4 separate regions of the Mus musculus genome follow, and regions 1, 2 and 4 are each linked to region 3. The links are chromatin contacts, called in public HiChIP or PLAC-seq, Micro-C and promoter capture Hi-C maps. All regions are on one chromosome and are shown on one strand. The core of a region is the stretch at or near the end of the contact, and the rest is flanking DNA. Distances in the headings are between cores, read along the strand shown. Region 1 overlaps Fhit (fragile histidine triad gene). Region 2 overlaps Fhit (fragile histidine triad gene). Region 3 holds the start of Ptprg (protein tyrosine phosphatase, receptor type, G). Region 4 holds the start of Cadps (Ca2+-dependent secretion activator).

Region 1 (3,268 bases), core at 717-3,216, 2.0 Mb before region 3:
ACATGGCTCATCAGGTAAAGATACCTGCTTCTAAGGTTAATGATAGAAATTCAATCCCCACAACTCATATGGTGGAAGGAGAGAATCAACTCCCATGTGTCCTCTGACATCCATGTGCCTGTACATACATACACAGAGAAAAATCTAAATGAATAAAAATAAGTTTAAAAGTGTTTAACTAGGGGCATGCAAAGCATTGATTCCCATTAGCAGAGATAAAGAGTGTGATATATTCAAATATATAGAATATTAATATAAAGTATTATAAAGTTAGCAAACCAAATATCTGATAGTGACATATAACCTATACAGACAAATCTTAACATAACATTTAGGAAATATTAATAGTTCTTCAAAGAAAAGATACAACATGATCCTTATTTTGTATGAAGTTAAAAATAAATATGCCTGAAACTATATTAAAATTACAAAAGGAATACAGAGCTGTGCTCATGAGAGGCAGGGTGGAGGATAACACAATGTTTGAGGAAAAAAAAGATTAGAACTTTGGAATTATTATTTGCTTAGATGTAGAACATCTACAAATATATTTTTCTTTTAGGCATGGGATTACAGGTACCCACTAGTGATTAAAAAGTTAGTAGACTACAGAACAGACTCTGAAGGGAACCAAAAGTGAGCGTTTATGGGCCCCAGGAGAGAGTGTAAGGCTTCAGGACAAAAATCTGTTCCCATTACAAGAACCTCCATGGGATGTAGTACACATACATTCTTTGTCGCGGTGACAACTCTGCAGGTCAGTCTTGGCTTAGACACCTGGAATCCATTGTCCCTTTTCTAAATGTTCCATGACTTCTATTTTGAATAGAACACTCCACACAGGGCGCTGTCCTTAATAAAAACTTCTCTGTCATAAAAGTTTTATGTCTGTGAGATATTCACCACCATGCTCTCTGTTCTACAATTTTGCTTTAGGTCCTATTTCTGAAGCAGAGGACCCCTAGTCTAGATGTTAATAACACGCTGCAATCACAAAATAATTTCATGCACTTTACACATTTGATAACCTTTGAGTCCACTTGTTTACGTTGATTTCTAAACTAAGACTGTACTCTGAAGGTTCCGTAAATCTGATCGCTATTTGCATAGAAAACAGGCACAGGGTATTGAAAGAGCAATTCATTGCCAAGCTATTTTGACATCAGCAATAATGGATTCCAGTTCATCGACATTAGACAGAAGCCTGGTAGCCAAAGTGTTAGTCCAAATCTGCAAGTACTCCTAATTGGTTATCAGATTGTGGCTAACCTGATGCCAAAATCAAATATTCTCAGGTTGGGCAAACTGATTTTTGGCATTCCAGAGGCAAAAAAAGCCCAGTGATTAACTGTCCTTTCACTTGGCAAATGGTTAGTTTGGCCTTTGAGTGCACAGACAACCCATCTACTTACAAAAGAAGTTAAATGCAGGACTGGGTCTTTCAGCCAAAAGGCAGCAAAATCACCAGCAGTAAATGGTGCTCTATGGAAAATGGCCTGCTGTTCTGGCTAAGGGAGAAGTGTCCTTGGTCCGGTTCTGAGTCCTTTCTCTAGAGAAGTGAACATCAAAGGGTTGTCGCTTGCTCCAGAATAATATGGCATGACTATGTTGTTCTTTTTTTATTGCAATTAATAGAGCACCTGCTTTATACCTGCTACTGTGCTGGGTGCCAGATCCACTGTGCTGCTACAAGAAAGATGGTTTGGGGTTTCTCTTACTGTCATAAAACAACATGACCAAAGCAATGTGGAGAGGAAAGGGCTTAGGTGGCTTTCAGATAACTGTCCATCATCAGAAGAAACACAGGCAGGACAGGAACCTGTTGACAGGAACTAAAGCAGAGACCATGGTCGAATGCTTTGTAATGGCTTTCCCCCAGGATTCACCCAGTTTACTCTTGGGCCACCCAAAACCATGTGTTCCAGGGTGACATCACCCACACCACACCAGGCCAAGCCTTGCCGCATCAGTCATTAATCAAGAAAACAGAGTTGACTACAGGTCAGTTTATTGGAAACATTTTCTCAACTAAGGTTCACCTCTTCTCACATGACCCTGGCTTGTGTCAAGTCTCCAGCCTCCAGTTTGAACTAACTGCCCCATGGTGCTTAAATCTTCCTTTTCAGATGATGAAGTAAAGGTAGAGAGATATCACCTTATACTATGTGTTTGAACTATAGCATGGTGCTTCTATATTCTGCTGGGTTTTTTTTTTAACAATACCTAACATTTTCTAAGCATTCATGATAGAGTGAAATATCGCTAGTGAAGCACTTTTAAATGAATTAGTTGCCTAAATAAAGCATGTATGCATCTATATAAGGATCTGCACACATGTGTGCAGCTATATGTACAGAGACTATAAGTGTGTCAGATGCTCTCCTTTGCTGTGTCACCTTTTCCTTAGGCATGCAAGCAAATGTCCACTTACTCCACATGGTAACTAACAAGCAGACCAAAGTTCAATTAGACCAGAGTCCAACTTGGTAAGACCAGTGGCTTTATTGAGTTTGTTAACAGAGATCACATGAAAGGTCACAGGCGTGTGGATAACACTGGAAAAGCTGTAGCATCCCAATCTTACCCTATCATGGTTGGAAACCTCATGGAAGTTATACCACTGGGTCCCACTTTTAATTAACCCTTTCCTTTTTGTTTACTTGGGCACCAGCAAAGAGCTTGCAGCGAGGGAAAGGGTGGAAGAGTAGCATCTGGGATCTCAGAAAAGATCTCCCTCCTTCATCTATCAAGAAGTGTCAATAGCTCCAATACTGTTACAGTAGGCATTGCTACCATTCTGTTGTTCTGCTCTTGTTGCCATGGCTACCAGAGGTAAAGCCTAAGATGGCAATATGTAATGTCTAGAGGAAAGAGTAACCATGCACTATCCTGTATCACTCTCTACCTATTTCTTTATGGTAAGGTCTTTCTCTGAACCTGGGATCTATGTTTTCTCAGCTAGGCTAGGAGGTGCAGAACCCCAGTGAACTTCCTATCCCTGTATCCCTGGTATCTGGCATTACAGGTATATTTGTTGTTGGGTGCTAAAGTTTGACCTCCAGCCCTCATAACTATACAGCAAATGCATTTAACCACATGAATAACACAGATGCATTTAACATCTGACTATGCCCAATGAAGCATTTTCATATATAGTAATGGTTCTCAGCCTTCCTGGCGCTGTGACCCTTTCGTAAAGTTCCTCATGTTGTGGTGACCACACAACCATAAAATTATTTCATTGCTTCTTCATAAGTAAAATGTTGCT
Region 2 (3,135 bases), core at 156-2,655, 1.9 Mb before region 3:
AATCATACCATCCTGTTTTAAAGTTGGGAAACATGAATTCTTATCATGAAATTTCATCACCACTGGAGTTCAACATCTGAACAAAAGTTTAGCCAGCACTCTGATTACCCTGACTTAATAGGAAGGGCTTGCATCCGGGGCAGTGTGACTACCCTGACTTAGTAAGGGCTTGCATCCGGGGCAGTGTGACTACCCTGACTTAGTAAGGGCTTGCATCTGGGGCAGTGTGATTACCCTGACTCAATAAAAAGGGCTTGCATCTGGGGCAGTTTGATTACCCTGACTCAATAAAAAGGGCTTGCATCTGGGGAAGTGTGACTACCCTGACTTAATAAGAAGGGTTTGCATCTAGGGCACTCTAACTACCCTGACTTAATAAGAAGGGGTTGTATCTAGGGCAGTGTAACTACCCTGACTTAAGAAGAAGGGGTTGTATCTAGAGCAGTGTAACTACCCTGACTTAAGAAGAAGGGGTTGTATCTAGGGCAGTGTAACTACCCTGACTTAATAAGAAGGGGTTGTATCTAGGGCAGTGTGACTACCCTGACTTAATAAGAAGGGGTTGTATCTAGGGCAGGATGTCCTACAGGCTCTTTTGTTTGCCTTGTTTTCAGAATGAGAAGAAGGCAGATCTTTTTACTTGTCTTTATGACTCCCTTCTTAGGGATCTCATCTCTGAGCCCACAAAACTTTTTACTCTGTTTCCCCACTCCTTTGCCAGAGCTAACCCCTTGTCTTGTAGGCAAGTGTGTGCTGGCTAAGCAGAGATTATTCCATGTTGATCATGGTTTTTTATTATATTATATGAGATCCCTCTGGTCGTTACTAGGGCATATGTCAGTTCCTAGAGATTCGAACCAAACCAAAGATCCTTCAGATCTAGAGGAAAGGGGCTCAGAGTTCAGCAGTTCCAGCAGGCAACCACAAGCTGCCTGGTTAGCTCTGGCTTCAGATGTCATTTATGAGCTTGTGACATGCTTTTGGAAGCAAGGGTGTCATTAGTGATGCAGAGGCTATGAAGCCCATCCTAGAAACCTGTCATTTGTGTTCCTGGGAATATCAGACGTGAAGCTGTCTTGCTGCAAGAAGACAGTATGGAGCATCCCTGCCACATGAAAGGGATGTCTCAAACCTCTGGCCAGGAAGGCTCAGGGACACTGAAACTATGACAGGATGAGAGGCTGACAGGACAGTATTGCCAGACCTTGGCATGAAATAGATTTCTAAGCATCTCATCAAATGTCTGCAAGGACAGGTTCTCTCAGTGACCCTCCAGAATCAGTCAAAGTCTGCTCTTGTCTGAGCTATGATTTACATATAAAAGCATCCATCGAGCTGTGCCCAGCCTGTCACTTTGCTTAGCAACAGTAGCAGAATAAGATTTTACGTAGGAAATGAGAATCTCTTTTTGGCCGGATGAGGCACTGGGAGTTGGTACTGGGAAGACTCTATTAAAGCACCCTTATGGACTGATGTGCACAGATGTGTTAATTTATAGCACATTCATCAGAAGACCTAAATTAATTGCTCTCTGATGAATTTCATAACACCTTCTTTCTGCTTCTCAACCCTCCCCCAAAATACACTGAAAAGGTCAACAGTCCTATCAAATGCAACACACTTAAACTTCCTTCCAAGCTTATAATTAAAGCTAATTAGTAGTTTTGGTAATTAGCACATGTAGGCTTTCTACTCTCTGAATTAATAAGTCTTACACAGGTTGTGAGCCAAGCAGGCTCTTTGCTTGCTGATTCCTGAACCCACGGTTTGGCTGGTTTATTTAAAACAGGCCTCTTCAAAGTGCAATACTAGAAAGGACTCCTACTTACCATGATCTGCTATCAGGCCAGAGTGTGATTGTACACAGGAAAAGTGGGACTGTTATCACTAGATGACGTCAGCACATACACTCCAGTCTGCTTCTCCAATAACCAATCCATCTCATGCTCTCCCTGAGGTGTGGGCTATGTCCCGTCAGCTGTCACACAGCCTGGACAACCGTAAGGACACTGCTCCCCTTATGTCCCATTCAATCTACCCTGAGAATACCAAATACCTTGTGGCTGTGATATAACTGCTCTTGTTGATTCTATTTACGAACGGAAAGGAGGCAGATCACAAGCCAGACTGGTCTCTGCCTGTGTTAGACCAAGTGACTTTCCAGAGAGCTCCATGTTTATTCTATCCATTTTTTCTCATTTATTTCAGACAGCATGGGGCATCCTGTATGCAGACAAAATTAAAAGTGTATTTTTTTAAAACCAATCCTATGTTGATTATTAAGAAAAACTTCGGTGACTTGTTTTCAGACTTTTGACAATTGTGAGAATAGTTTTCCTTGGGTACCATACTATTTTCTGGTTAAGAAAAAGAAGAGAGAGAAAAACAAAGAAAGAAAGAAAGGAGGGAGGGAGGGAGGGAGGGAGGGAGGGAGGGAGGGAGGGTAGGGAGGAAAAGGTCTTGGTCATTCACTAGAGTCATCAAAAAGTCAGGACAACAGTGGTTGCCCACAGCACTAGCCACCATGAATATGGTGAGAAGGAAATGGCCATTTGCACATGGGGACAACTACACAGCAGCTTGGGGACATTGCAAAGCAGATCACCAGGACTGGTTTTAATGGCACACTATTGCCACTGTGATATCTACTTTTGAATCCTTATGCTACTATCCCTGACCTGATTGAAAAGCAAAATGTCTTTGGCCCTGTGGACAGCTGTGACTGAAAGCGATAATCTAAGATTCTGAATGACCACAGCCTCAGGCACTTGTGTGACGGGAGAGTCTTAGTGAATGCACTCTGGTAAATTCCCCTGAGACTCTGTCCCTAAGGACATATGAATTGTTCGTATGTTTTTTATTGTCGCAATTGGGAGTGGGAGTCTGGTAGGTGGGATTCCACCAGTGGGTAGAAGCCAGTCATACTGCGGTTGCACACCTGACAATGTACTGGCTGGTGCTCTGAGTCAGAGAATCTCGAAGCTCCATAAGCCAGTGATGTTGGTGCATCTAAGCGGGATCTCCTCTGAGGCTCCCCTCTGCTTTCAAAATCATTTGACCCAGGACAGAGGCAAAGGATGCCAGACCTCACCTTACAGGGAAGCAAGAAGTAAGCGGTCTCTAGATAACTCCAGC
Region 3 (3,475 bases), core at 919-3,418:
GGCTAGCCTTGAAGTTATGATTCTTCTGCCTTGGCTTCCTAAGTGCTGGGATTACAGGAATGTGCTAATGGGCCTGACTAAAACATTTAGATTTGGAGGGAGCTGATGGAGCTTGATGTGTGCTTTTAATACCATTTTGTGGTAAATGTCAGCCTGGCGTCCCAGGACAGGCACCAGCCCAGAGAGACTAACAGGCATGGGGTCCCATACACTGTAAGAGGCATGGTCATTCACTCTCCATATTGAACAACTGGGGTACTGGCGTTCCTTCTTTGCATTTCACACTTAATGTCTTCTCAACCACCCCTCCATTGACTTTCCCTAGGTGAGGCAGACAGGCTGGCTTGCCCTTATTATACCCAGCACAGAGTGGATGTGCAGTTCATTTGTTGAACCAGCAAACAGAGTATAGAAAGAATTCAGGGTTGCCCAACAGGCAACACTTATGATGTCGCCGACCTCTGTGTGATTCAAGTCCTACCGACTGAGTGTTAAAATACGGAGTCACCTCGAAGGAGGCAGTCATTTGTGCTAGGGTCATTTTAACGTATCCCGCTCTGACTGGCACTGGGATATCCATCCCTCCAACCCATTTTTCAAGGGAACTGGTCATCATGAGCACTCAAGAGCGACCCTCGAGTGCAACAAAACCAGGAAGTGTCAAATTCCAAAGCAAACAGATTGGCCTCATTGCCTAGCACGGGAAGGGTGTTTGCGGGGTTTGGCTAAAGATAGATCTGGGGGCCCGTTCCAGGAACTTCCTGGCATTTACTAGTTTTGCACCCCAAACTTTTCAGAGGTTTTTCCTTTGGAATTGTGGGTGCGAGACTGCTTTCCTAAACAATGCCACAGACTCTCAGAGCATCTGTATAGTATTTGAAAACCGAAAGAACATCCGGTTGAGATGTTTGGGTGGGTGTGGGACAGTGCCGCGTTGCGATGAAACGGCAAGGGGACACTTTAAAAATATGTCCATATCCTTTTCATAGAGTGGCAGAACAACTATGAAAAAAATACAAATGGCTAATTACGTTGGCTCAATTACAAATTTGATGGAAAAAAAAAACCCAAACCAAAACCTGCCTCCCCTCTTTTAGCACCAACGTAGGAGGAAAAAATAGGTTGCTGAAAAGCCCAAGCGATAAAGATCTCTGTGAGAGCCAAGGGACAAAACTCATTACAGATAAACCTAGCCCTTGCATTTCCCCCGGATGCCTCTCCCTGTAGTTTACTTAAGCCGTGTCTCCTAGGACGGCTGCGGGAAACCAGTCCTGCCCCGGGGTGCTGCTTTCCCCTGCCCCGGGTGAGAGGCGCACTTCATTTGCCCTCTGCCTAACCAGGCCAAGTTGCAGCCACCTTCTTCCCGAATCCGGGGGTTGGGAAAACTCCGCGACAGACCTTCGTAGTTTGGGGAAAAGTCCACGACAGACCTTCGTGGTTTGGGAAAAGCCGATGTGGGCCTGGAGCTGGATTTTGCTAGCCTGGGATGGACTCCCGTCCCTTTCCCTATCTCCCAGAGGTAGATTCGAACAATGGAAGCTCGGAAAGGGGGAAGGGGAAACAACAACAACAAAAAAACCTCAATGAAACCTGAGTGCAAAGGCCGCTGGGCTTTGTCTCTTAGCCCGGGAACGCAGCAGGAGAGGGACGCTGGAGGTGCACCCCGTCAAGACACCGTCCAGGTGGTGAGGCCTTACGGAAGTCCCCTCTCCATGAAAATGTAGCTGCTGGTCCTTTCCTCTCCCCCAGATTCCAACCAGACCACCCTTTCCCCCTCCCCCAAGTTCCGGATCCATGAACGAGGTCAGGGATCTCTCCGAATCCGTACTTCGTCTTTAAGAACTCGAAAATGGAGCAAAGCCATGCCGACCCTGGATGGCAGCTGGTCTCTTCCCTGTCTTCAGGGTTACCAGCTCCCCTAAACGCACACCCATAGCCCTAGGCACGCCTGGAGAGGAGAGTAGTGCAAGTCCTTGGAAGCCGGAGCCCAGCACGGCCGCTTTAAGAGACGCGCGCCCCCGCCGGCGGCAGCTCGGGGATGCGCGTCACCGCGCGCCCGTGCTTGCGCGCCCCCGCCGCCGCGCGCCCCCAGCTCGCTCGCTCGCCCGCTCGCCGGCTTTAAAGTCTCTGCCAGGATCCATGCTCACATGTTACTTCCTGTATGGAGGCATGGCCAGTTTCCAGCCCCGCGCTCTCGGTTCCTCCCCAGCCTGCGCCGGAGCCACAACTTTCAGGAGCATGGACTGAAGGCGCCCTCGCCCCGGCGCCCCTCTGAGATCCTTTGTGTTTCCCTGCGCTCCACTGGCCGTTTGTGTTTTGGGGGGCTCTGCGCTCCGCCCCGCCGCTTCCCTCCCTTTCCAGGCTCGCAGACATGCCTCCTTCCTTGCCGGGGCCCTGGAAGGAGCTGCCCGCCTGAAGCCCGGAGCCGCCGCGCCGCGCACAGCCCCGCCGTCGCCCGCTGGTTCTCGGGCTGCGCTGCGCTGCCGACTCAACTTGGGGCTCTTCCGCTGCTAGCCACCGCCACCCGCGGTCCCTGCCTGCTCCGGGCCCCGGGCTCTGCCGCCGTGCGTCTTCTCCTCGCCCTGCCTGTCGGCTGGATCGTGTCTGAGCGGAAAGCAGCCCTTCTCCTCCGAGAGGATCGTCCCTAGCTTGGCTTTGCATTCCCGGTCACTTTTTGAGGTTTTCTCGGGAGCGCTTGGCAGCTTCCCGGATTCCAGCGGGACCGGTGGCCGAGTGTGGGGGGCCCCGTGTGGCGGGCGAGCCGTGAAAGCCTCCAGGCTTAGCGGAGCCTCGCTCGGAAGCAAGAACTTATTCAACAAGTTTACCCCCCCTGCCTTTCTCTTTTCGATGTGCGTTTTCGGACATGCGGAGGTTACTGGAACCGTGTTGGTGGATTTTGTTCCTGAAAATCACCAGTTCTGTGCTTCATTATGTGGTGTGCTTCCCGGGTGAGTGAGGGCCGCCGATGGGACGCGTCTCTGGCCGGCGCGCGGGGTATGCGGAGTTGTCGCCGGGGCGCGGAGCTTGGGCGCCAGTCTAGGGACCGCGGAGAGGGTGAAGGGGGGCCGGGCTACCGAGGAGGAAAGAGAGCTCTGCTTCATTGGCTCCGGCAGTGTTCTAGGAGGCTGATGGTCAGAGAGGGCAGAAGCAGTGGCGGGCTGGAAGGGAGGGTTGGGGACTCAGAGATGTGCTCTGACTGTGGCTTGGGAAGCTTGAAGCATCTGGAGTATGGGAGGGCGGGGGAAGGCGACTTGCTTTGCTGATCCGGAGCTGATCCGGAGGGCTATAGTTGCACGATAGGATGTCTGGGGAGATTGGCTGTGGGAAGGATGCTCTGTTGGTTTGAGTAATATGGGGTGCTCCCGTTGCTTCTGCGGGGATAGAAGGAGCTCATAATCGTGGCTCACTTTGCATCCCTCCGACCCTTTGTAGGGGGGAGGGCGGCGTTTGGGGATGGAAGGCGGAGGCTGGCTGC
Region 4 (3,559 bases), core at 147-2,646, 1.3 Mb after region 3:
AAGAGGAAAACGCTGCTGCAGGACGACCCCTAGGTTACCCTAGGTGGCGATCAGCTGACCAGGTTGGGAGGGGGCGCCCTTGGCTAAGTCACTGGAAAACTCGCTTCCTGGGCTGGCTTTTTTTTTTTTCTCCCCTGCGTGCCCCTGCGGCTGCCCGCTGCCCCAAGAGTCCAGCGATGCTAGAGCTCCACACCCGCGCCCTGACCTGCCAGGAGCCTGCGCCCGCCTAGTGCACGCCCCGGAGGGCGGGCCAGAGCGCAACGCAGCCGCCGCCACTCGGGAGCGCAGGGAGCTCCGAAAGAGACAAGGCCTCTGTGAGAGCTGCCAGCTGCAAGTCACTTCCCGCGCCACTTAGGTCACAGAGCGAGCGGGACTTTCCCGCCTGGCTCCCCCCACAGGGAGGCCCGTGCGCGCAGCCCTGTGCCGTAGGCCCCTGTCACATCCCAGGGACATCTCCCGAGTCAAGCTGGGCGGTGGCAAGACGGGGCCCCTAATCCCAGGGCGCGGTCTTCACCTTCCCCAGCTCCTCCTAGCCAGCTGCGCCGCGGGTTCCTATTGTTCGCCCCGCCCGCTTGCCGGGCGACAATAAGGCGCCGCTCCCCGGCCTCGCGGCGCACCTACCTTCTGCTGCCGCCGAGCCATGTCGGTGGGCTGCTTGGCGTTGAAGGGGTAGGCGATGCAGCGCATCACGAACACGTACAGCTGCAGCCTCTTCTTCCTCTCTTCCTCCTCCTTCTGCAGCCTCTCCAACTCTTCCTTCTCCTTCTCGCTCACCACCGACGGGCTAGGGCTGGAAGGCCGGCCGCCGCCGGCGCGGCTGCTGGGCTGCAGCCCCCCGGCCCCGCCGCCGCTGCTCGCGCCGCTACCCCCACCGCCGCCGGCGCCCACCCCGGCCCCGGCGCCACTGCCCCCCATCCCGGCGCTGCCTGCCGAGCCCTCGCTGGTGCGGCTGGGAGACAGGCGCGCTCCAGACGCGGCCGAGCCCAGCACATCCTTGCCCCTCTCCTCTTCCAGGATCTCATCTGACTCCTCTTCGCTGGACGAAGGGTCCAGCATGGTAGCGCCTGGGAGAGGGGGGTCCCCGGAGCCCCCGCCTTGGGGTGCAAAAGGTGGGGGGCGCTGGAGGCAGCCAAGGGTCGGCTGTCCGGGTAGGCGCTTCTTCCTAGGTCAGGGAGAGCGAGCGCTGCTGCTCAGCTTCGGCCGCCGCGACTGCTTCCTCCGCCCGGCGAGCGCGAGCTGAGCGCAGACCCAGGAGCGCGAGGGGAGGAGGAGAAGGGAGAGGTGCGTGTGTGCACCCGAGGTGGGCAAGGGCGAGAATCAATTGCGAGCCCGGAGCCCGCAGCCGGATGCCATCTGCAGCCGCTGAAGAAGGCGCCTCCAGAAAAGATGCCGAGTGTTGCAAGCTGTCGATGCAGCCAAGAGCAGGAGAGGCATCTTGCCGATTGGGGAGCGAGCGGCGCTTACGTGTTTATTGGCTTAACTCTCCAGTGTCCGCGGCGGAGAGGGCGACTGCAAAGGCCTAGAGGGGGGAAGTGCGGTGCGCCCCAAAAGAGCTTCACTACTTTTGACCCTCATGCCCCCCAGTCTTCCTTGCCCCCTGTCCTATTTAGACCACTTCTCTTTACCTCGTCCTCTTTTCCCCTCCCGGGGACAAAAAGTTTTTTTTTTTCCCTCCAGGGGTGGGGAGGGAAAATAAAGAAGCCAATGGTAGCTTCTGACCAGCAAAAACCAGGCTTTCTGCAGGCGTCCAAAGGTCACAGAAAGAGGAATTCAGTGAGATGTTACCTTCAGACTTCTCAACTGGGGTGTGGTGGCTGGGAGGGAGCAGTGGGAAGGGGAGGCAGTGTGTGTTTTTTTTTTTTTTTCCATCTGTGTAAACCTCTATTCCAACAATCAATACCACTGTAAAATACAAATGCATCAAATCAGAGTGAATTAATGTATGGATCATGAAGTTCGGCTATTTAAGTAGAAATCAAACGTCCCCAACTCCAAGTCAGTGAAGCTTTTTTCAGTCTCTAGAAGTCCGTGTATTTTCTGCTGAACCTTGCCAGGTTTCTGGCTGTTCAGCCCTTCCTTCCTCCATGAAGATCTGAGGGAAGGAACAGGAACCACACACACCAAATCAGACACCCCCCAAACTCGGCAGCAGCAATTTCGAATTTACTGTCTCTGTTACACTGTCTTTACTTTGAGTTGTGGAATTGTCATTATTAATATAAATGATGTCATTATTAATACAGATGATGCCTTTATTCTGGAATCCTTCCTTTCTTAAGCCAACAGGGACCAGAAGGCACGGGGGAGCTGGCCAGCGTGCTGAACCTAACCAGAGAATTTAGATGCATCAGAAAACCAGTTAAAGACCTAGTCTTCAGCTTGTATGCTCGCATATTTTCTAATTCCCTTATCAGCTGCTTTTTATAAATGAGTAGCATGACTTTAAATTTTAAATAACAACTGTTGTTCTGTGTTTTACAATCTACCACGAGTTTTACTATAAGCTTTCTGGTAAACCTGATTAAATATGTGAATGAACTCAAAGCAAAATGTATCTGTACTTCACTCCAAAAATTTCTCTTCATTTTTTGAATTAAGTAATATATTCACTGCTAGTATTTGGTTTTTATCATACATAAAAGATAAAGCTTTTATGGCCTTTATTTTTTAATGGCCCACTTTTTAAAATTCATTTAACATTTTAAAATTGAACAGTGTGAAAACTTTGACAGTCTACCAGTTCTATTAAACTCTTCTGAGGAAATAAAACATGTTTACCAGTTTGTCTGGAGCAGAAAACTATGGTAATCCAGTCAGTGGATCAACAGCTGTTAGTAAGCTTTTTGTTGTTGTTGTTGTTGTTTTGGTTTTTTTTTTGTTTTTTGGTTTTTGGTTTTTGGTTGTTTTTTTTTTTTTTTGTTAATGAACTGCTCTAAGTGCTTCTGGACATGGAACATTCAGAAGATTCTCACAAGAGTATATTCTCCTTTGGGAGACACAAAGAAGTGCGGCACGTTTATTTCGAACATAATGTCAACAAATCTAGGTTTGTAAATGGAAAAAGGTTCTCATGAATAAAGCAAATTGGGATATAGTGAACTATATTATCAAATAAGAGAATGAAACTTTCAAGAGGGAACATGGGGAATGGATATTGTAGGTTGAAGTGGTGACTCAGAGAGATGTAATGACAGGACACAGGAAGAAAAGTACAGAGCTTTGTAGAGCTCCCCTATGGGTGAGTGAAGAGGACAAAGAAAGCTGGATTATAATGCATTTGACCATACAGAGAGACTGCGCTTAGCATATAAAGAGGTTGTTTAGGGAGAAGGAACTAATTTGAGGAAAGTGTGCTAAGACCAGACAGAGATCATTAATTGATCAAATATGTTCCCTGTAACAGTTTGTACATTTAATTATTACACAGTGAAGACAGTGATGTGAATTCTGTCTGTATATCTATTTACACTTCATGAAATGATGTAATAAGATTTTGCTTGGTTTTATACTTTTGCAGATTTTGGGGGATTGTTATTTATTCCAAATAGTCCTTAATGTA

The links. Promoter capture Hi-C pulls out the DNA fragments that hold promoters and counts their contacts. Hi-C and Micro-C count contacts between places; a contact is called where the count stands out from the background. HiChIP or PLAC-seq counts read pairs in DNA pulled down with a chosen protein or histone mark.
Region 1: a contact with region 3 is called in a promoter capture Hi-C map of liver, with 6 times the contacts expected there. The contact joins the enhancer-like site here to the promoter of Ptprg in region 3. A contact is called at or near these places in 4 of 39 promoter capture datasets (cranial neural crest, hippocampal neurons, liver and 1 more) and 3 of 115 datasets of contacts at active chromatin or transcription factors (astrocytes, embryonic forebrain and embryonic limb bud).
Region 2: a contact with region 3 is called in an H3K4me3 HiChIP or PLAC-seq map of forebrain, with 7 times the contacts expected there. The contact joins the enhancer-like site here to the promoter of Ptprg in region 3. A contact is called at or near these places in 2 of 39 promoter capture datasets (hippocampal neurons and second pharyngeal arch cranial neural crest) and 6 of 115 datasets of contacts at active chromatin or transcription factors (astrocytes, embryonic forebrain, embryonic hindbrain and 3 more).
Region 4: a Micro-C map of embryonic stem cells shows a contact between it and region 3, with 11 times the contacts expected there. The contact joins the promoter of Cadps here to the promoter of Ptprg in region 3. A contact is called at or near these places in 1 of 39 promoter capture datasets (embryonic stem cells) and 1 of 484 Hi-C or Micro-C datasets (embryonic stem cells).

Annotation. Positions count from the first base shown.
Region 1 is chr14:9,586,860-9,590,127 of GRCm38.p6, forward strand. All of the region lies in intron 5 of Fhit (fragile histidine triad gene), which reads right to left. Among named protein-coding and RNA genes, the nearest start is that of Gm41096, 59 kb to the left of the region's middle. Within about 2 kb of position 1,967, at least 2 of the 459 cell types and tissues checked have an H3K27ac peak or open chromatin away from gene starts, as enhancers often do. A contact at or near this core is called in liver, where this site is marked.
Region 2 is chr14:9,640,921-9,644,055 of GRCm38.p6, forward strand. All of the region lies in intron 5 of Fhit (fragile histidine triad gene), which reads right to left. Among named protein-coding and RNA genes, the nearest start is that of Gm41096, 110 kb to the left of the region's middle. Within about 2 kb of position 1,406, at least 6 of the 459 cell types and tissues checked have an H3K27ac peak or open chromatin away from gene starts, as enhancers often do. A contact at or near this core is called in forebrain, where this site is marked.
Region 3 is chr14:11,551,385-11,554,859 of GRCm38.p6, forward strand. Ptprg (protein tyrosine phosphatase, receptor type, G) reads left to right here and starts at 2,169. Exons shown (of 30, transcript NM_008981.3): 1 at 2,169-2,948. The coding sequence starts at 2,864.
Region 4 is chr14:12,821,683-12,825,241 of GRCm38.p6, forward strand. Cadps (Ca2+-dependent secretion activator) reads right to left here and starts at 1,397. Exons shown (of 31, transcript NM_001042617.1): 1 at 622-1,397. The coding sequence starts at 1,056.